5 separate regions of the Mus musculus genome follow, and regions 1, 3, 4 and 5 are each linked to region 2. Evidence: chromatin contacts called from public HiChIP or PLAC-seq and promoter capture Hi-C data. All regions are on one chromosome and are shown on one strand. The core of a region is the stretch at or near the end of the contact, and the rest is flanking DNA. Distances in the headings are between cores, read along the strand shown. Region 1 has its middle 29 kb from the start of Areg. Region 2 holds the start of Uso1 (USO1 vesicle docking factor). Region 3 holds the start of Cxcl1 (chemokine (C-X-C motif) ligand 1). Region 4 holds the start of Epgn (epithelial mitogen). Region 5 holds the start of Ccni (cyclin I).

What was found. Promoter capture Hi-C pulls out the DNA fragments that hold promoters and counts their contacts. HiChIP or PLAC-seq counts read pairs in DNA pulled down with a chosen protein or histone mark.
Region 1: a FOXA1 HiChIP or PLAC-seq map of pancreatic cancer cells shows a contact between it and region 2. The contact joins the enhancer-like site here to the promoter of Uso1 in region 2. A contact is called at or near these places in 4 of 39 promoter capture datasets (the 3T3-L1 cell line, hippocampal neurons, liver and 1 more) and 1 of 115 datasets of contacts at active chromatin or transcription factors (pancreatic cancer cells).
Region 3: a promoter capture Hi-C map of liver shows a contact between it and region 2, with 2.5 times the contacts expected there. The contact joins the promoter of Cxcl1 here to the promoter of Uso1 in region 2. A contact is called at or near these places in 4 of 39 promoter capture datasets (the 3T3-L1 cell line, cranial neural crest, liver and 1 more) and 1 of 115 datasets of contacts at active chromatin or transcription factors (bone marrow-derived macrophages).
Region 4: a promoter capture Hi-C map of embryonic stem cells shows a contact between it and region 2, with 2.7 times the contacts expected there. The contact joins the promoter of Epgn here to the promoter of Uso1 in region 2. A contact is called at or near these places in 3 of 39 promoter capture datasets (the 3T3-L1 cell line, embryonic stem cells and liver) and 1 of 115 datasets of contacts at active chromatin or transcription factors (pancreatic cancer cells).
Region 5: a promoter capture Hi-C map of pre-B cells shows a contact between it and region 2. The contact joins the promoter of Ccni here to the promoter of Uso1 in region 2. A contact is called at or near these places in 3 of 39 promoter capture datasets (the C10 cell line and pre-B cells), 1 of 484 Hi-C or Micro-C datasets (CD4 T cells), 1 of 115 datasets of contacts at active chromatin or transcription factors (astrocytes) and 1 of 9 other capture datasets (liver).

Annotation. Positions count from the first base shown.
Region 1 is chr5:91,108,812-91,111,637 of GRCm38.p6, reverse strand. No RefSeq gene overlaps it. Among named protein-coding and RNA genes, the nearest start is that of Areg, 29 kb to the left of the region's middle. Within about 2 kb of position 1,442, at least 58 of the 459 cell types and tissues checked have an H3K27ac peak or open chromatin away from gene starts, as enhancers often do. A contact at or near this core is called in pancreatic cancer cells, where this site is marked.
Region 2 is chr5:92,136,531-92,139,230 of GRCm38.p6, reverse strand. Uso1 (USO1 vesicle docking factor) reads right to left here and starts at 1,293. Exons shown (of 24, transcript NM_019490.1): 1 at 1,068-1,293. The coding sequence starts at 1,133. It also overlaps a transcript of G3bp2 not described here.
Region 3 is chr5:90,889,805-90,892,504 of GRCm38.p6, reverse strand. Cxcl1 (chemokine (C-X-C motif) ligand 1) reads right to left here and starts at 1,260. Exons shown (of 4, transcript NM_008176.3): 1 at 1,125-1,260; 2 at 912-1,035; 3 at 716-796. The coding sequence starts at 1,194.
Region 4 is chr5:91,026,119-91,028,818 of GRCm38.p6, reverse strand. Epgn (epithelial mitogen) reads right to left here and starts at 1,302. Exons shown (of 5, transcript NM_053087.2): 1 at 1,254-1,302; 2 at 433-519. The coding sequence starts at 1,296.
Region 5 is chr5:93,205,112-93,207,985 of GRCm38.p6, reverse strand. It overlaps Ccni (cyclin I), which reads left to right and starts at 1,491. Exons shown (of 7, transcript NM_017367.3): 1 at 1,491-2,072. 2010109A12Rik (RIKEN cDNA 2010109A12 gene) reads right to left here and starts at 1,468. Exons shown (of 3, transcript NM_029363.1): 1 at 1,263-1,468. The coding sequence starts at 1,306.

The DNA.
Region 1 (2,826 bases), core at 193-2,692, 1.0 Mb after region 2:
CTTTTGGAGTCTCAGTTTTTTGTCAATAAATGAGAATTTGGCCCTTTATTCATATGGTTTCCACTTTCTTCTTCTCTAACTGTTATGACACCGTGGAGCCAAACAGAGGCCAGATGGAGCTCCTTGGCCTTAGGTTTTCATCTCTCAAACATTCTTTATAGAGTTGCCATTATAGAAACAGAACCACTGATGCCTAAAACATTTTCCTTCTCCACATCTGTCCCCGCACAACTAAGACAAGGAAGGACATGCCTGCTCTTCAAGTGACTGCCATGACAGGACTGCACACGCAGCCTTTGGCATGTCTCACTCACCATGAACATCTAGAACACACAAGGTGCTCAGTGCATCATTTTAGGAAGTGAGAACTCCAGCCACCCAGCCTCTGCTGGGCTCTCCGTCTCTGCCAGTCACAGGATTCTGGCTCCCAGCCCAAAACCATCAGCACTGACTACAGCTGACCGAAGGGCTGAGCCCACTGAATCACAATGGGGTGCCGGACAAGATACACAGGAAGTTCCAATTATACTTCTAATTAAAGTCTAATTGCTCTAACTTAGTGCGTATTTATCTAATAGGCCTGGAAAAATTAAAAACTAAATGACGGCGTACATACTACTTCTGAGCGAGCTTTGTGGCCCATTATTATTTTTAATGAAAAAAGGTTGGGAACTTTCAGTTATTCTAATCTTCTTAAATCCTGTCCTTTTCTTGAAGATTGTGTAGACAAATATATAGTTTCCGCACTTCGTAGAGCTTCTGACTTCCCATTTGGCATAGCATCTTAATCTAAGCAAGGGATATCAGAATTGGATGTAACCTAAAATAAGCAGAGAAACAGAGTTCTAAAATGCTACAATGATTTCAATAAATGTAATTGTTGTATGTAAATCGGTTAATGTTTAGAGCTGGGTTGTAAATTCAGCCTGTACAGCATTAGCTGATGAGGTGGCCCCCTCTTGTAAGACCAGCACATGGAGGAAGGCAACAAATATAGAAGTTTAAGGTCATCCTCAGCTATGTAGTAAGCTAAAAGCTACAAGATCCTGTTTCAAAAAAAAGGTTCATAATCAAAGGCAAAATCGCAGTGAGACATAATGAACTCATTCACATTGGTGACTCACGTTTTATGCATGTCTTCAAAGGTACAGTGGACTTTCACACAAAAAGAATTTTTGCCTTTCACTGACTTCAACAATTAGTTTCCTGTTAATCAAGACTGTAAATGTCACCTGAGGTTTACTTTAGCATAGACTTAAGACAACTTAGAAGAACCAAAGCCAATATCCGGAATGCCAGAACAAGCGATGAACTTTGATTCAAAGCAAATAATGTCATAAATTCTATAGCTGATGCAGCTTTCTCAGGGTTAAGAGCTGTCTTATCAGCCTGAAGCCAGAAGGAGGGCAGAGAGAGAGCAGACTCAAGGAACATGCCGAGGCATGTCTAAACCTTGCACTTCAAGTGCCAAGGCCAGTGGGGCATGCTAAAGAGATAGTTGTGTCATTGCTACTGTGGTCAAAGACACGGGTTGTCCTATAAGGTCTCAAAGCTGGAACCTGGAAAGAAAAGGCCTTTTAAGTATTACTAATTGAATTTGTAGTATTTGGATGACTTAGCCTCTTTCCAAAGACCTCTAAACAGACAATAAAAACAAACTCAGGAATCCCAAGTATAGATAGAAGTGCTCAGATCTTCAAGAAGGAAGGGACTCTTAAAGGGGTTCCAACACTAGAGAACTGTTCAGTGAGAAAAAATGGGCTTGGGTATCCATAAAAACTGGGCACATATCCGGATTCCCATGACTAACAGTGCACCCTGTTCATGGCTAAATAATCGCACTTACCTCAGGAAGGACTAGACTGGATAACCAGATTTTGCTTGAGAGTCGTAATTAACAACAAAATGAGAACAACTGATTTAATAAAAATTGTTTTTTAAAAACATCAGGCATTATGGGATTTCAAAATCACTTATAATTGTATATAGTAAATAATTTAATATCCCTTGGCTAGAAGTTCTTTCAAGACAATTATTTCATTCAGATGACATTCCTTGATTGGCTGACAATATTGTGCAATTATTAGTGATATAAAAAACCCACAAAGAACCTACTAAAGAAAGTTTAGTTAAGTTGTTTTAAAAAATAATTTTACCAAACAGCCAAATGAACTGTGATAAATGCTACCTTAGAATGGTATGAAAACCTTTCAAACAGTCTATATGTCAGAGTTGGGAGAGGCTTCTGAGAAAGCACAGTACTTCAGTTTCTACATGAAGACTGAGTAGGAATCTCTACAGCAGGGTCAAGGGGAGTTCAGCATAGATGTGGCTTTGAGTCTGGTAGAATTTGCTCCATAGAAAAAGATGATCTGTGAGCTAATTTTCTATGAGCTTTTGTCCATAAAAAAGCCAAAGAAAAAGAAATAAAGATGATGAGTTGTTGGCTCGAGGGGAGGGGCTCTGCTCTGTCCATCCATCCATCCATCCATCCATCCATCCATCCATCCATCCAAATGCAGTGGTGTAGCCATTTTCCTCTTTTTTTTCCTTTTTTTTTTTTTTTTTTTTTAGCTCACAGATAAAATGTTACACAAAATGGGAGTTACAAGAGGATATTCATATTAAGTTCAAAGCAGTGTTGCATTTTGTAAGCTTGTTATAAGTTGAAAACAACAGATTCACATGGCCTTGTTTTATAACCCACACCTGTGGCTTCATTCTTGGATTTGTCCTAGAATAAAAGTTTTTCCTTGAACACACACACAAGAAAGAAAGAAAGAAAGAAAGAAAGAAAGAAAGAAAGAAAGAAAGAAAGAAAGAAAG
Region 2 (2,700 bases), core at 44-2,543:
TCCATGTAATCAGGCCCTGGATTCAGTCCTAGGCCTCCTCCATCTCCCTCAGTACTAACTACATGCGTAAACTACACTAACTACATTAGTACACTACATTCGTTAGTTAACGTAATCCTAACTTAATTAATGTGGGTAATCTTATTTCCAAAAGGGCCAGCTAACAACTGAAACCCGGGATCAGCAATCAAGTCTAAGCTTAGCAGAAAGCTTAGTTTCTTAGTTTCCCCCGTAGTAAATTCTAGCTCCAAGATTCTGGTCAAGTTACTTTAATTCTCTCTTCATTAGTAAAGACTCCATCCTATCTTGCAGGTCCTATTTTATGACCCTTCTGAATCCACAAAACAGAGCTATGACAACTACCCAAAGTTTGTCTTTAAAATGTCACACGCGGTTTTTTTTTTTTTCTGTATATCTAAATTCATTTTTCTCAGGTAAGCCATCCACAGCAGTTTCCAATTGGCTCTGCAAACTTCCCAGGAAGTGTATCCTAAACATAAAATCAAATGCCGGTTTTCCATGTCTTAATAATTAAAAAAGAAAAACATTAACAAATCATGTCACCAATAGAGCAGAAGAGTCCCTAGAGTGGTTAGCGCGCAGATCACTACAGCGTGCAAGAGGAGTAAGTATTGCCCCATGACACATTTGGGTGAACCTGAAAAGTAGGGTCTGAACCACCAACCCTAGGCAAACGCCCATTCTTACAGCTGATGGGGCAGGAACAGGTGGCATTGTGCCCCAAGAATATCGTTTTATTCTTAGCCACAAGCCTTCGCCAACAGCTGGGTCTTAACTTCCTTCCAGCCCCGTAGAGCCGGGTTTCAGCCGGCACCGAGGCTGGCCGGCCGACAGGTTAAAGGGAAGGAGGGAGGGGCCGCGCGGTCCGTCGCCGTGCCGGGTCCCCGAAGCCCTCCTGTCACCACGGCCCGGGCTGCACCGCCGCGTGGGGAGCTCGCGCGTCCGAGCAGGGGGAAGGAAAGAAGGCAGGCGACGGGAGCGGCGTAGACGCCCCGATCTCACCCACCCAGCCCGGCCCCAGCCCGGCCCGGCGACGCTGCGCTCACCGTCTCGGCTTCAGTGTGCTGGGGTCCGGCACTCTGACCCCCCATCACCCCACGGAGGAAATTCATCTTGTCGCTCAGCCGCCGGCTTCACCAGCCCCTCTGCCAAAGAAAACACGACCGCCCCCCGCCCCCCGTAGGGCCTAGCCCCCGAGCCGGCTCTCCGCACTCCCCGGCCTCCGCCACCGCCGCCTCCTACTCAGCAGCCTCTCCGGCCCCCCGAGCCCGGAAACAGCCGCGGACACCAGCCGCGGTGCGCATGCGCGGGGACGTGGCGTTACGTGGCGGCTCGAAGGGCGAAGGCAAAAGGGGAGAGGAGGGAGCCCCGGGCCGCAGGCCACGCCCACCTGCCCGGCCCCACAGGCCACGCCTACCAGCAGGCCTCCCACCACTTGGGCACGCCCCCTCCTCCTCCTTGCGCTGCTTGCTGCTGCTGGCCGCGGTCACCCACGTGGTCGCAGCCCTGCCCAGTCGGCTCCCGAGGCTCTGATTAGACTAGGAGCATCGGCTGGTAGGTGTTTTGTCGCCGAGAGCGGGACGGACTGCAAGCTGTCAAACCTGAGGGTTTATTTTTGTTGAGTCGAAAGTGAAATTTTCCTTTGGCCGGCGTGACAGGTAAGGGGGAGAAGGGTGTCCTGTCCCCTGGAAGATTCGTATGGTTCTTTCGGTTAAGCGGTACGAGCGAGGTGGCCTTTTGATCCTCGCAAATTGCATTTCTACCCAGGGCTTTGTTTGGTGGTAAAGGGGGTGCTAGAGACCCCTCATTCCACTACCACTCGAGGGCGCGTTTCTAAGTTCTTGCTCCTCAGCCCCGCTAAAAAGAATTCCTTGATCTAAACACCAGGTTCTCCGCTCATTTTCAAGTGTGAGAAGTAACCCCCTTCGTTTATCTCTAATAAGAGGTTGGAAATAAATTGTTCCATTGTGTCATTTTGGTAGCATAATGCCCCCCTTTTTAAAATTAATTCTTAATTTCTACGTTTTCAATGGTTTTAGCAAGCAGAATGTCATATTTCCAAATCGCTATACTTGTTCTTTCCAAATGAGGCTGCCAGGTACACATGGTTTTGCAAATTTCTTGACTCTGAAAGGGAGTCTAGTAAACCAACTGACTCATGCCTCTCTTGGTTTCAATTCCCCATAGGTCTCAGATGTGACGATTAAGACCTATGTCTCCCCCAGACTCCCTCTAAAAAGAAATCAGTATGCTTCCACGGTGTGCCCTAGCGTGCTCAGTAGTACCTCTACCCAAATAATCCCCTAGTCTGTAAGGAGGAATCCGAAGACTCCGGCTTTCCTCCTTCACCTGTCCAATGTTGAGTGTATGGTGTGCAGGAATATTTCTCAGATTCTTCCACACTGAGATTACAGCAGTAGGCTCCTAACTAGTTTGTCTACATCCAGCCCTGGCTTCCCACAGTACACCCTTGGGTGAGCCCAAGAGGAAGTATGTCAGTCCTCTTGTTAGAATCCTCCAGTGGTTCCCCGGTTTATATAATGACATCCAAACTCCTTAGTTTGGCAGACACACCTGTTAGGGTTGAAGCGCCAGTGTCCCTCAAATACTCAACATGTTTCTCTTGCTTTAGTATGCCCTTTCCCTCTTTGTGGGGCAGATTCCTGCTAGTTCCTTAAG
Region 3 (2,700 bases), core at 11-2,510, 1.2 Mb after region 2:
CAATCAGAAAAGAGTCATTGTTACAAATAGTCATCAAAGCCTTTCTTCTTTTATTCCAGCCCCTGAGGCTCCAGATGGGCTTTCTACATGTCTACACTTGCACCCAGAGTTCTGTACTGTCGGTTCCTGTGGAGTCAATCACTTGACTTGGAAAACAAAAACAAACAAAAACAAAAACAAACAAACAAAAACCTACTTCAGCATGGGTTAATTTACAAGTGTGACTTTAATCCTCTCTCACTCACAACTCTGTGATATAGCTGCTATTATCTCCCCTACTTGGCTTAAATTCAATAAATTATGTAACATTCACAGAGACCTTAGCCTTGAACTCAGGGAAATCTCACTGGCAAAAGAAGGCTCGGGCATGCTTTGCCAGCCCCTAAGGAGACTTTTAAAGGCTATTGGCGACTTCTCCATCTTTTAGGAACTGTTGCCACTGACCATTTGCATAGGGGTTTTGAGTGTGGTAATAATTATACACAATAGTAATTGTGTAATATACAATAGTAATTGTGTCCAAGAGGACACAATTCTCTAGCATCAGAACCAATTAATGATCTCAAATTAAGGTCAATTACCAAAATAATAACCACAACTTTCCGACCTCCTGATAAACACAGACTTTCCTTGATAGAATTAACGTTCAGGGGTCATATGCCAGTACTCCCACCCTTGACTCTAGTCTCGGGTACAAACACAAGTCACAACTCACTTTAGCATCTTTTGGACAATTTTCTGAACCAAGGGAGCTTCAGGGTCAAGGCAAGCCTCGCGACCATTCTTGAGTGTGGCTCTGCAGAGAGAAGGATAGACCCACATGTTAGGCATTCCCACTAGGAGAAGTGTGGGGGCGCGGGAGGGTTTGGGCGAGTCTGGAAGTGGCAGAAGCTAACCGGGAAGATACTCACATGACTTCGGTTTGGGTGCAGTGGGGCCCTGAGGGCAACACCTTCAAGCTCTGGATGTTCTTGAGGTGAATCCCAGCCATGGTCTGCAGGCACTGACAGCGCAGCTCATTGGCGATAGGCGCCCCTATGGGAGAAGACTCTTGGTCAGCGGGACTGTGGGAGGCTGCGCTCACCAGAGGTCCCTCCTCCCCCAGTGGCAGTGGCGAGACCTACCTGTGGCCAGGCGGCTGGTGGCCAGCAGCAGCAGCGCTGCACAGAGAAGCGAGCGGGTGGCTGGGATCATGGTGCTGTGTTGGAGTGTGGCTGGAGTCTGGAGTGCTGGAACTGGTTAGAGGCTCTGAGTCCTGTTGTGGAGCTCTAGGGCTCCCGCGAGCCCCTTTTATGCTCGAAACTCCAGAGCTCCGGGCCAGGGAAATTCCCGGAGTACAGGGTGTTTCCCTGCAACCGGAAAGGACATCGCTCCTCCCCCTTGCTCCACTCCCAAGGATTAGACTCTGGGATTTTTGCTTTTTGCCCCAAAGTCCCAAAGGGGAGGGAGTGACGTGCTTCGCTGGACAAGTGACGGCTGGGGGGTTGGGGGGGGGAGGAGTAGTGAGACTTCAGAGTCTCCAGTGCTCAGGGCGAGGTGGGTCACACGCGTTATGTGCACGTGGGCGCCACGCCACCTAGGATTCCACTTGGTGTACTACAGTGATTTGCGGGGATGGAAGCTTGTCTTGTTTTTTGAGTGTGGCAGATTAACGCATTCTTTAAAAAGACATCTACCCTCTCTTATCCCACGTGAGGTGGTTTGCTTTTGCCAACTGTTTTTGTGGTAAATCACAGTTGGTGGTTTGTATCAGGGAGGCATGTGAAGAGGGTGAGGAGAAAGATCACTGTCAAGGTTAGGTCCCTGTTTATTTTAGAATGCTGTAGCAATCTCCTCTTTGTTTTTTGAGCTTGGGAACTTCCCGAAAGTCCGAACTCCCGGTGTGGTTCCTGAAGCATCCCTACCCTGCTGTATAGCAGGTCATATTTTGTTTTGACTAAGGAAAGTCCACGGGAAAGCTGTGGGTTTTTTTCTGGGCTGAGGAGGGGGTTCCTAGATATAAAAGGCCACAGATGTCACAAGCACCAGTCTAACAGCAAAGGGCTATGGCTTTATATAACTATTAGTCTACTTGTACAACTATTTTCATGCTATCTGAATCTATCTGTATTGTAAAACTGAGTCTTTGAATATTATTATTATTATTATTATTATTATTATTATTATTATTAATTACTACTCAGGGTTACCTAGAACTAGCTATTGAACTTCCAAGCCTTCTCCTCCCACCTTCCAAGTGCTTCTTAGACTCAGGAGCCAATACACCAGACTTAGATAATTACTGACATATTTGTTGCTCTCTATTTAAACAATTTCAGAATCTGCCTGAATGCAGTCTTAGGTCTCCAGATTGTTGTCGTTATTGTTGTTTGTTTGTTTGTGTTTGTTTTTGTCATTGTTGGTATTTGAATGTAGATCCTAGCTGAACATCCATTGATTCTATGTCTCTGTGAGGGAGAACTGGAGCTATCATGTAAGAAACCCTTGGTCTGGGTGTACTCTACATGTGGAGCTACAGAGGCAGCCTGACTATTAGGATTAAAACTTCAGCTTCAACGAGTCCCCACGCAATGGTCACTGGCAATCTCTCCAACCTCAAGTATGTTTCTCATCTGTAAAAGAAAGCCAATAGTAGCATTTGCTTCACAGAGCTGATATACTAAGATGAAATGTGCTAGCATCCGGGTGCTATTTAAGCAT
Region 4 (2,700 bases), core at 53-2,552, 1.1 Mb after region 2:
TTAGAAGAGTAGTGGAAGATAGGCAGGTTTTCTCATCCCTGCTTCACTTCTTTCTCTTAAGAAAGAAAGAAAGAAAGAAAGAAAGAAAGAAAGAAAGAAAGAAAGAAAGAAAGAAAGAAAGAAAGAAAGAAAGAAAGGAAGGAAGGAAGGAAGGAAGGAAGGAAGGGAGAGAGAGAGAGAGAGAAAGAAAGAAAGAAAGAAAGAAAGAAAGAAAGAAAGAAAGAAAGAAAGAAAGAAAGAAAGAAAGAAAGAAAGAAAGGCAGTGTTTGGCAGGCACACCTACCTATCACTTCAGTTTAGCATCATCATCTCTCTGAAATAGCTGATTATCTAAAAAATTTTAGTTAAAAATTTTCAAATGTTCTCCATCAAACGCAACGTTCTGTCAAAAGTTTTAAAGAAGTCCCTTGAAATAAAGGGGGAAGAAGATACCTTCGGTGTTGTTAAATGTCCAGTTGCTCTGCTGTGCTGTGCTAGGAGGGATCACCTCTGCTTCTTCGCTCAGTGCTGCCTTCATTGCTGTGGTAGAGGAGGAAGAACATCTGTCACACGTGAGCTTCGTTTGTCTATGAATGACAGACCCAAAGTGGCTCTTATCCTGGGGTTCCCATCTTCTGTTCTGGTTCTAACTCATTGTTTCCACTGAGATCCAGAACCTGACAAGGGCAGTTCCAGAGTACTTTTTAGCTGTCCCCTTGACAAGAGTACAATTATGGAACAAGGAAATACACTCATTCTCAGGAGAAAGTTCATGTATTTACATAACTCATTTAATCACCACGCACAGCTTACTGTAGGGCAGTAGCTGTTATCAAGTGTGCTTCAATTATGAAAAGTAAACACTTCAGGCTTCTTTGAGAGAGAGAAAAGAGAGAGAGGGAGGGAGGGAGGGAGAGAGAGGGAGAGGGAGGGAGAGAGAGGGAGAGGGAGAGAGAGAGAGGGAGGGAGAGGGAGGGAGAGGGAGAGAGAGGGAGAGGGAGAGGGAGAGGGAGAGGGAGAGGGAGAGGGAGAGGGAGAGGGAGAGGGAGAGGGAGAGGGAGAGGGAGAGGGAGAGGGAGAGGGAGAGGGAGAGGGAGAGGGAGAGGGAGAGGGAGAGGGAGAGGGAGAGGGAGAGAGAGACATGTATTCTCTAAAAACATAATTAATCCACACGTTCCTTGTTTTGATCATTGCCGGGGAACAACTCTGAATCCAGAGAACTAAATCTTCCCATTGTAAGGTGGGACAAAGGTAACAAAAATGGAATTACGCACCTTTGAACAAGAGGCAGACTGCTATCAGAACCCCCAGAGCCATATTCTGAAGCTGCTCAAGTTCTTTCTCTGGTCCTCCTAGACGGAAGGGTGGAGGGTTTTTATTGCACTCTCTGAGTCTTTCTTCCATTTATATTTCACGAAGCGTCATCTGGCTGTTCTTACCAATCCAAAAACTATGTGCTCCTGGCAGCAGCATGAAGCCTGCGGGCACTCGCACACTTGTTTAGGATACCTAGGTTATCTAGAGATGTGATCAAGTTCTCTCTTGAAACACAGGTTTCCTGTCACCTGTGGGCATAATTGTCCATGTCAACGTTCTTAAAATTAAAAAATGAATGCAAATGTGGAAAATTCCCTGCTGCTGTGAACTGAACCACAGCTTTTCTAGTAGACTATGAAGGATCACAGCCAAGATCCCTGCAGAACAGCAGACAAGATAATCTGGTAGGGTCTGTGAAAGTCTCTGATGCTGCCCCGCTTACCTTCCATTATGGCCACTGAAAAAGGTCCTAAGCATATTTTAAAAATACTTTGTTCATATGGTTATAAATAAGAACACAATTTTGGTTTAAAAAAACATGTTTCTTATTTCATTTTTATTTTTGTTAATTAGTTGGATGTGTGATAAAGTTTATTAATTAAATAAAATTACTTCTAATACTATAACATTAACCTTTATGTCATTCTGGCATTTAATGCCTTATAAAGAAATCAGATGAACTGCTAAGCTCTAGGATCAACAGTGCTTAAGTCTGTCCTCATGGTAGGCTGCAGAGAATCAATATATTAATAATATTGAACCTATGTATGGTGGTAATAGCCATTACAAATTTTTCATTGAGGTAGCCTCTAGTTTGGCTAAATCTAATGAGCAGCTAGTCTTAATTGCATACAAACTCAAGGTTTTATTTTTACTGTTGGCCCAGTAATGATTAAAATGAGATTACAAAAGCCCAAATATGTAATTATGCCTATGCCTTTTTGTTTAAACTGTAGGGGTTACTTGTAAATTTTAACTGCCCTAAATAACTTTGAATATGAATATAGTTTGCTGAAGTGGTATGCCTTTCTACCTGGAGTTTTATCTGCTTATATTTTCTGAACCTTGAAAACTTGTTCAAAATTGGTTACCGTGTGAATCATGTCCACCAAGCAAATTAGATTTATCAGAAAAGATCCCTTTCCGTATTTAAATAAGAATTTGGCTTTAGAAATTACACAAGCATGAGCTTGCTGCACTCATTACAGCTTGGGCAATCACTTACCACAAGAGTCATCACTTCAAAGCTAAAGGAATATGTACCACTTGCCTTTCTTGTGTCTGCACACTGTAGCTCTAGTTTTATGATCTTAAAGTACTATTTAGTACATCAATTTCTGGGCATTATTTTTCACAAGAAAATAATAGTTGAATTATAAGTTAAAGAATTGTCTTAGCACCTTG
Region 5 (2,874 bases), core at 242-2,741, 1.1 Mb before region 2:
TTAAAACCCTCCAGTGCTTCCTGAGCCCCGCTGTGCCCTATAGAATCCTCTCTGACCTCAGCTTTCTGCCCCTTGAGTCTCAGAGGCAATGTAAGCTTCAGTGCTTTCCATATGTTGCTTCCTGTGCCTATATTTTTCTTTGCCCAGTGGTTTCAAGACTCATCTTAAATGTCACTTCCTCAGAGAAACCTTTACTGAGAGCCCAGAGCAGGTTAAAGGCGTTTCCACACTGGTCTGAAATTTTCCATCTTAATCCTTCTGCTACTGACACTTGTTTATGAGGTCAGAAATCAAATACTGAGAGCCTTTCACATACAGAAATGCAGTATAAAACAAACTATACAAGATCCAGGCCATCCATGAGTTCATATGGGGAGGGGATGGCTATAGAGTAAAACAGTCTTTTGGGTAATTTCATACAGTGATCAATGGGTATCTCTGTGCCTGAGTTGCAAACTCCTTGAAGACAGGAGCCTTTTGTTTTCAAGCTAATTCCAGTTCTGTAAAAACCTGATCGGGTTTTTTTTTTGTTTTTGTTTTTGTTTTTTTCCAGTGATGTAAAATGAATGCTTGACTAGGTAAATGGTTAAGTTCCAGGTCTCCCCTTCTTCCCAAAGCTATCTGCATTCTTTTCATAAGTAGAACCATTGTAAGATTTGCAAAATTTACCAACTGGAGTAAAAAGTACTCAAGTAAATAAAACACATTTAGTTCACATTCGTTAAGGACCTAGTTAGTGATAAACAGGACCCTGAAATACTAGACATACTGGCTCATGACTAGAATTCCATTGGCGCACAGCCAAGCCGTCAGTAGTCTAATCCACTGTTTTTACAAGTAGCCTTAAGCACGCAGGATATGATCCCCTTAATTTTCTTAATTCTAAAGTGCTTCAGTCTCCCATCACCCACAGGATGGTTAAAAAGATGCATGTCCTTACTCACTAATAGGAACGGGACAACATAATTTTGCGTAAGGTCAACAAAGAATGTGATCTTTACACAAAAGATCTCCATCCACGTCTAATAAATTCGTTCAGGAGGGCTAAGGACAAGTTGGGCTGGGAAACACTGGGAGACTCTAGGTTGGGCGCAGGCGCTCACCCAGAAACCCTTCCCTGAGGCTAGGCTCCTTTCTTTCCAGAGGCGCATGCGCAGCACACTCTCCGGCCACTGCACGCCTCCTCGGCTAACAAGCCTCTTACGTCACCGAACAGGCGGCGGGGGTTCTTCCGCGCGCCCGAGGAAAAAGAGTCCGCGCACCTTTCCTTCTCTTTGTGCACACAAAATGCACTTTCCCTTTTCATCCCAGTCCCAGCGCCTTCCCCAGGTCGTCTCCGGAAGCTCGTCTTTGTTCAAACTCTCCTGTGCGTCCATAAGACACGGAAGTTCGTCTTTGTTCAAACTCTCCTATGCGTCCGTGGGACACCGGAGGTGGCCAGGAAGAGACGAGAACACTGGCGTTGTTTACAGACACGCGCGGCCGAAATCAGTCCGCGAGGGCGGGGCTAGGCGGCCGGCGCTTTTTCGTACGCTCCTCCCTCCCCAGCCTTCCCCCGCGAGCGGACGCGCCAGCGCCTCTGTCTCGCTTTTTCTTATTTTCTCCCCCTTTCCCCTTCCTTTTCTTTTCTTTTTTCCCCTTCCCCCCTTCCACCATTTCCCCTCGGAGGCGTTTCCCTCGGGCAGGGGCAGAGCCGGCCTCACCCCGCGCCTCTCCCCGGCCCCCGCCGCCCTATGGCGAGAGGGCGCCCCCTCCTCACCCGGGCACCAGCGGCGGCGGTCGGAGGAGCGGGACCGGCGGCGGCGGCCTCGGGCCCAGGGTCATCATGGAACTAGTTCGCTGAGTGACCCCTCGGCCGCAGCCGTGCGTCCCGCCCGAGTACCCGCGCCCGCCGGCCCGGTTTGCCCTCTTCTCCCTCCTCAGACGGCCCGGCCCTGGTCCCGCGCGCCCCGCTGCCGCGCGCCGAGGATCATGAGGTGGTAACGGGCCCCCGGATGACCCCGCGTCACCACTGTGAGGCCTACAGCTCTGCCGGGGAGGAGGAGGAGGAGGAAGAGGAGGAGAAGAAGAAGGTGAGGGCGGGGGCGCGGCGCGGTCGCCGTGCGCGCCGCTGGAGTGGGAGCTCGCGGGGGCGCGCGCCGCTCCCCCGAGGACCGGTCCCCTCGGCGAACCTTTCCTGGGCACCTCGGGGACCCCCTCGCCGTCTCTGGCAGCGCTGCGTGGGTTTCCTTTGAGCCCGGCCTTTTTTTCTTTTTTTTTTTTTTTTTTGGTCCCCAAGTAACTTGTAGCCACAGCCCGTCACCGACTGGGGTGCCAGTTCCAGGCTCCGCGAGCCAGTGCTAATAAAGAAGGTGACACACCCCCACCCACAGAAGCCACCGATCCCTCGTGACCACCGAACATAATTTACCGGGCAGAGTATTGTGAATGTCAAGCCAATAGTTATCTTCCTCTGCCCTACCCCCCCCCCCCCCCGCCACCCACACACCGCGCGCGGGAGTGTAACGTCGTCTAGGGCTTGGGCCGGTGGAGGAAACTAGAGAGGTGAGGGAACTGAGTTGCATCATAAAGGACAGAAAAATGCCGAATTTTGCAAGAGCTAAATGCTCTCTGCAGAGTTAGCCTGCTCCACCGCAGGTCATTTAGGCAGAAGTTGAACATTGTGTAGTAAATTCGTGGAAAGTGTGAGGTAAATAGATCAACGAGGTAAATGGATCAACTGAAGGTCTTAGAATAGCAAAGTAAAATACTTACGTTTCACTTTGTCAGTGAAGAGCCATTGAGTGTTTGAACAGCAGCCTGGTAAACCTAGAAACTTTCTGGACAGCTAGGGATGGAGACATACACACACATACATATATGTATGTACCCTGT